2 separate regions of the Sus scrofa genome follow, and region 2 is linked to region 1. A link is a contact called in public Hi-C data. All regions are on one chromosome and are shown on one strand. Each heading gives the region's core, a stretch centred on a gene start, on an enhancer-like site or on the middle of the called end of the contact. The rest is flanking DNA. Distances are from core to core; before and after follow the strand shown.

What was found. A called contact is a pair of places that touch in the nucleus more often than the background predicts.
Region 2: a contact with region 1 is called in a Hi-C map of skeletal muscle, with 5 times the contacts expected there. The contact joins the enhancer-like site here to the promoter of ALDH3A2 in region 1. A contact is called at or near these places in 1 of 5 promoter capture datasets (liver), 11 of 47 Hi-C or Micro-C datasets (blood, embryonic fibroblasts, fetal heart ventricle and 4 more) and 2 of 2 datasets of contacts at active chromatin or transcription factors (alveolar macrophages and skeletal muscle).

Annotation. Positions count from the first base shown.
Region 1 is chr12:59,952,377-59,955,438 of Sscrofa11.1, forward strand. ALDH3A2 (fatty aldehyde dehydrogenase) reads right to left here and starts at 1,301. Exons shown (of 11, transcript XR_002337385.1): 1 at 1,198-1,301; 2 at 901-1,061. It overlaps LOC110256118 (a long non-coding RNA gene), which reads left to right and starts at 1,416. Exons shown (of 3, transcript XR_002337387.1): 1 at 1,416-1,540.
Region 2 is chr12:60,067,607-60,070,761 of Sscrofa11.1, forward strand. The region is part of intron 2 of LOC110256117 (multidrug and toxin extrusion protein 1-like); the gene reads right to left. Among named protein-coding and RNA genes, the nearest start is that of TRNAW-CCA, 4.8 kb to the right of the region's middle. Within about 2 kb of position 1,600, at least 5 of the 83 cell types and tissues checked have an H3K27ac peak or open chromatin away from gene starts, as enhancers often do. A contact at or near this core is called in skeletal muscle, where this site is marked.

The DNA of each region.
Region 1 (3,062 bases), core at 51-2,550:
ATGCCAGATCGGAGCTGCATTTGCAAGCTGCACCACAGGTCAAGGCAACGCCGGATGCCTAACCCACTGAGGGAGGCCAGGGATGAAACCCGAAACCTCATGGTCCCTAGTCGGATTCTTTTCCACTGAGCCACAACGGGAACTCCCCTTTATACTTCTTTAGCAATCCTGCATATTTACACACACACACACTCACAAATGCTTTTAAAGTGAACGATTCAGACTTTGGAATCGTACTTAATCCACCTTGATTAACAGGCGTCCCAGGCCCTCTGCCCCAAAAGTACTCTAAAGGAAATTTTATAGTCGCTGTTGTCACAACTGATGTTACCACCTACCAGGTAATCTTTGGGAGTAAGTGAGAACCGTTTCTCACAAAGAACAGCGTGAGAACGGAGCTCACAAAGCCAGAGCAAGGCCCTGTTACCCCTAGAATGAAAATAAAAAGTAAAAACAAAATGCTAACGAGATTATTATGAAACACAGGGAAAGTGTGTGTATCCCAAAGGCCACCCAAAGCCGTGTTGCTCAAAGCATGGTTCCCAAACAGGCAGCACCGTCTCATCTGGGACCTTGTTAGAAACTCTGACCCGCCTCCCAGACCAACCGAAGCGTCATTTGCATTTTAACAAGGTCCCCAGGTGACTCGCCGGGGGGGCGAGGGTCTGAAACACTAAGTCATGGAGGAAAAATCTGAGTACGACAAGCAAAAACCCCGTGTCTACATAAAAACCACAAAGTTAAAAGACAAGAAAAGCCTCGGAATCAGAGGTCTGAAAGAAACGAAGCTGACACAGGATGTTCGGGGGGAACGACCGCAAACACGGAGGGGAAAGGGCAGGAACGTGTAGGGCAGCGCAGAAGGGGGGCCGCGGGAAGCCACGGCCCGGCGGGGCGCACCTTGCTCAGATCCGCGGCGATGGCCGCCAGCAGGTCCTCCTCGCGCTCCTGCACCATCCTGCGCAGGGCCTGGAGCTGCTGCAGCCGGAAGGCCAGAGGGCGCGATCGGCCCGTCTGGAACGCGGCGCGCAATCGCTGGACTTCGCGCTCCATGGCCGGTCCTGCAGGGACAGGGCGATCGGGCGCCGTGGCGGGCCGCCCGGACACCGGGAGGCCGGCGGCGCCTCCCCCATCTCCCGGCTTCCCACCCTGCCTTCCGGACCCCCGCCATCCCGGCCCCTGCCACCCCGGCCGCACCTCGGTCCCGAGCGCGCTCGCTCCGCCGCCACCAACTGCTCGACCCGCGCCCCGCAGGCCGGGTTCGACACCGAGGCGTGCGCCTATTGGCTGGCGCGGCCCACGTGACCGCCGCAGGCCGGACGCCGCGCGCAGCTCCGCCCCCAGGACTCGGACGGCGGGGGCGGCGGGTGGGGTTGGGATGCGGGCTGCGGGGTAGCGTGGCCCCGGGGGCGAGGGGCATGGGCAGGCGCGGGGCCCACCGGCTTCGAAGCCTGCGGGGCTGCCCTTGGGCCGCCCGACAGCCCCTCCTCCGCCGGAGCCGCCTGGACCCCGCTGCGGACGTCTGCAGGATCCCGCCCAGGTGAGTGCTCGCCCCAGCCGCCCGGAGCCCTCCTTAAAGGGTCCCGCAGGCCCCTTCCGTGGGCGCAGCTCCTCCAGGAAGGGGCTGCTTCTCGGACCCTGTCGTGCTGCCCCCCTGCCACATCCGCGCAGCTCCGGTCGCTCTCTGCGCTTCACCTGTGCGGGTTGGAGGACCCTTTCTGGCCTGTACCGGGGCTGCCGTGCACTTCGTCTGCCCGTGGTCTGTTTGTCGTGCCCTGTGCATCTGCTTTACTCTCTCCGGGAACGAATGCGGTGTCCAGACGGGTAGGAGGGCCCCTGCCTGGGACGCCAGGGCTGGTGCTCCTTCAGAGCTGGGGCTCCCTTCCCAGACGCCGGCGTCTTGCTGACTCGCTGCGTGCTCGCTCCTGTGCTTCTCTTGAAACCTTCAAGGAATGTATCCCGTCGTGGTTGGGGCATATTCTTTGTCCGGAAGAGATAAAACTGCTGGAAACCGTGCTTCTCCAGAGCGCTTCCCTCCGTGGGGGAGACGGGGCCCCTGGGTGTAGTCCTGGGTTTGGCCAGGAAAAAACTCTTCTGGCCTTACTATCCGCTGTTCTTTGGTTCCTCTTCTCAGCGCAGTCGCCCAGCTGGTCATTTCCATTCGCTGGAGACACCGGCTGGAGCGCCAACACCTGTGCGCTTCGCGTTTCCATTTCTCTCCCTGGGTTTTTCTGTGCTCGACCTTCCTCCTCTCACAGACGTTAAGTGTTCAGTGCCCTGCGGTCCAGTCCTTGGGCCTCTTCTCTTTCCACAGTCAGAACCTTATCTATTCCCATGGGTGGCAGTCAGAGAGGGTTTCACAACCCATCTCCACTCCCGCCCCCGCCCTCCCCCCTTTTTTTTGCTTTTTAGGGCCACACCTGCAGGATATGGAACAACCCCGGCCAGGGCTCGAATCGGAGCTACAGCTGTGGGCCTGCATCACAGCCACAACAACGCAGGATCCTTAACCCACGGGATCAAACCTGCAACCTCATGGTTCCTAGTCGGATTCGTTTCCGCTGTGCCAGGAAGGGAGCTCCCCAGTCCCACCCTTGGAGCTCCAGCAGCTGTGCTCAGCCACGTGCCACTCATCCTGAAAGTTGTCATGGGCATCTTTGAACGTGGGGTGTATCCGTATCCACCAAACATATTCGCACACCTCCCCCAGTGTTGCTAGGCTCGGTAAACGGTGCCAGGCTTTATCCCGTTTACTAAGGCCGCCCTCCTTGGAATCATGCTGGATGCTTCTCTGTGGCCCTAGCTTTGAAAACGTATGGCATCGAAGCCCTTGTGCCCTAGTGGAAGCCATCATCCTTTTCACCTGCAGGTTGTATGGCATCCTGCTGGGTTCCTTGCTTCTCCTGCTCCGTCTTGCACAGGCCCGTTTGCAGTCTGTCCTGCAGACCCCAGAGGGTGTGAACAGCTCTCCCCAGGGGGCAGGAGGAGCAGGAGTCAGAAGGCAGCAGAGGACAGCAGCTCTCCCCACGTGCACCCACGTGGCCTGTAGTGAAGTGAAGCTC
Region 2 (3,155 bases), core at 350-2,849, 120 kb after region 1:
CAGCATCCCCACGAGACTAACCCCCATCAGAGGCCATCTCCAGTGCCAGCCCCTACAACAAATTATCCCATTTGGTTCCAAGAAAGAAAGGAAGAAAAGAAGAAGGAAGGAAAGAAAAAAGGGAAAGAAAGAGGGAGGAACACAGGCAGGCACTGTTATTCCCTCTAATTATCATTCACAGATAAGAAAACTGAAGCCTGTACAGAAGCAACACAATCCAACCAGGATTTGAACGGAAATATACCTAACATCAGGACACACGTTTCATGCCACTTCAAAGCGTCTAAGACCACGCATCCCATAGCACCTTCAAAAAGCAGGGATTCAACCTGCATTCAATTCCCAACCATCACTGTTTTTCAAAATTAAAAAACAATTAGGGGAGTTCCCATGGTGGCACAGCAGAAACGACTCCGACTAGAAACCATGAGATTGCGGGTTCAATCCCTGGCCTCCCTCAGTGGGTTAAGGATCCGGCGTTGCCCTGAACTGTGGGGTAGGTTGCAGACCCGGCTCAGATCCTGCATGGCTGTGGCTGTGGTGGAGGCCGGCAGCTGCGGCTCTAATTCGACCCCTAGCCTGGGAACCTCCAGATGCCTCCGGTGCAGCCCTAAAAAGCAAACAAAAACAAAAACAATTAGGAATAACAAGGTCCTAATGTGAAGCCATATAGCACAGGGGACTATACTCCATACCCTGGGATAAACCATAATGAAAAAAAAAATACTAAAAAGAATATATTTGTACTGGAATGACTTTGCTACACAGCAGACATTAACGCAACACTAAATCCACTAAACTTTAATAAAAACAATTAGGTGGTTTTCAAATGTTTAATTAATTTATTTATTATTTATTGGTTTTCAAATATTTTAATTTCCCCACATTCAAACTGTGTTTACATGGCTTACTAAAAATGTAAATTCTTTCTGTGAAGATTTCTGAAGTGCCAAGAGGACATTTCAAATTACTGGATCAAAACTCAGTATATTTGTCTAGTTCGTATCAGCGCTGTGCTAATATTAATGATATTAATTCACTGGTTATTCATAATTACACTAATTATTAGTAACATCAATCGCACAGAAACATCAACACTTCAGGCCTCTGAGATCTCAGGAAATGAGACATTTGTACTAATGTTTTACAGCCTGTATTTGTGTCTTTGTGGCGAGACCTATGGCAGAGTGTATGTAAATAAAGATTTTCAGCCTAAAAATATGTTATCATAAATGCATGGGGGGAGGGAATGGAACTATAAAGAGAAAAAGGAGACATGCAAAACATCTATTAAAGAAAAGCTCGTTCTTGTACTTTTAAATCCCTCCTAAGATCAACTCAGGGTGGCGTTTATACCTTGCAGTTTATATTTAAAACAATGATGTAACCGTTTCATTTTAACATGTTACTATTTCCGTCATGCCAGCCCTCGCCACGCTTACATAAGGGGTTAGATGACCACTGGACAACATGCGAGGGGTACGCCGTTTTCCGGAAATCCTTTGAAAGGCGCTCAGACAAAAAGGCTCAGCACGCACGTCTCACCTTAAAGGGACCAGAGGTTCCGAATTCGCGGTCCCGCTTTTGTTGGCTTTGCCTCTGGCGCCCTCTGCTGGCGAGCTGCGTTTCTGCGGCCTCTTGGTTCTGGTCCCCAGGGCGGTCCGGATCCCCGCCTGCGCGCCTCGCCGGAGCCAGGATGCCCGCGGCTGCCCAGGAGCAGGAACAGGTCAGGGATTTGAAGGACCCGTCCCCAGGGTCAGAGAGGCGGCCGTCTGCTCTTACTCATTCATCTAACAGGGGTTTCTAGCCTTGGAAATAGTACCGACGTTAGGAAGGTATACGAACCACAGAGCCAGGCCCCGTTTGAAGCACTCTCGGCAAACTCACTCACTCAGTTCTTTTATTCGGAGGTACGTGAAGATCCAGGCCCTCCCACTCCAGGTGGAGACACTGATCTTTTCTTTTTTTTTTTTTTGTCTTTTTAGGGCCGCGCCCATGGCACAGGGAGGTTCCCAGACTAGGGGTCGAATTGGAGCCACAGCCGACACCGCAGCTACAGCCATGCAGGATCTGAGCCTGGTCTGCGACATACACCACGCCACAGCTCGCAGCAATGCCGGGTCCTTCGCCCACTGATCGAGGCCAGGGATTGAACCCGCAACCTCATGGTTCCTTAACCACTGAGCCACGATGGGAACTCCTGGCCGTTATTCTTTACAGAAGGAGGAGTGGTGCAAGGGGATCCGTGGTGCCTCTGAGCGCTGGGATGCAAGTTCGATCCCCGGCCCAACACAGTGGGTTAAGCAGCTGTGGCTCAGATCTGATCCCTGGCCCAGGGACTCCACAAGCCAAGAAGACAAAAAAAGAAAAGAGAGAGAGAGAAAAAAAAACACAGGCTGCTGAACTCTCTCAGCTTGGTGACTTGAACTCAGCCTACTGGGAGGCAGGTTCTGATGCCCAAGCTCACGGCACCTCCCTGCGGCCAAGGAGCAGGATGCAGCCTGTGTCCTCTTGAGAGTCCTGGCCCTGCAGCAGCATCAGCCTCAGCACACAGATCCTGCCCCAGGTCCTGGAAGGTACAGTGCCCTGGGCTTTGCCACCCTGGAGCCTGCAGACCTGGGGGAGGCATGGCCCCAGCACTTGGGGACAGAAGGCCCAGGGATGGAGTCACTTGTCAGGAACTGTGAACCCTTGTCCAGGCTGCAGTTTCATTGATGTAGGGAGGCAGCTGGGGAATTCACACCCTTTGAGAGACTGAATATACATATGGATGACAGTCAGACCAATGTAAACAGACCTAGGAGTTCCCGGCATGGCTCAGAGGCAATGAACCCGACTAGTATCCATGAAGATGCGAGTTCTATCCCCGGCCTCACTCGGTGGGTTAAGGATCCAACTTTGCCTGCAGTTGTGTAGGTCACAGAGGTGGCTGGGATCTGGTGTTGCTGTGGCTGTGGGACAGGCCAGCAACTACAGCTCCAATTCAACCCCTAGCCTGGGAACCTCCATCTGCTGCAGGTGTGGCCCTAAAAAGCAAAAATAAAAATAAATCAAATAAAATAGAACCCAACCCACACTCTGCAGTAACCAGCCCAGGAAACCAACCTGTCGTCTGCGACCACCAGTCCAGGAAGCAGGCTGCCGCCTCCAGCAAC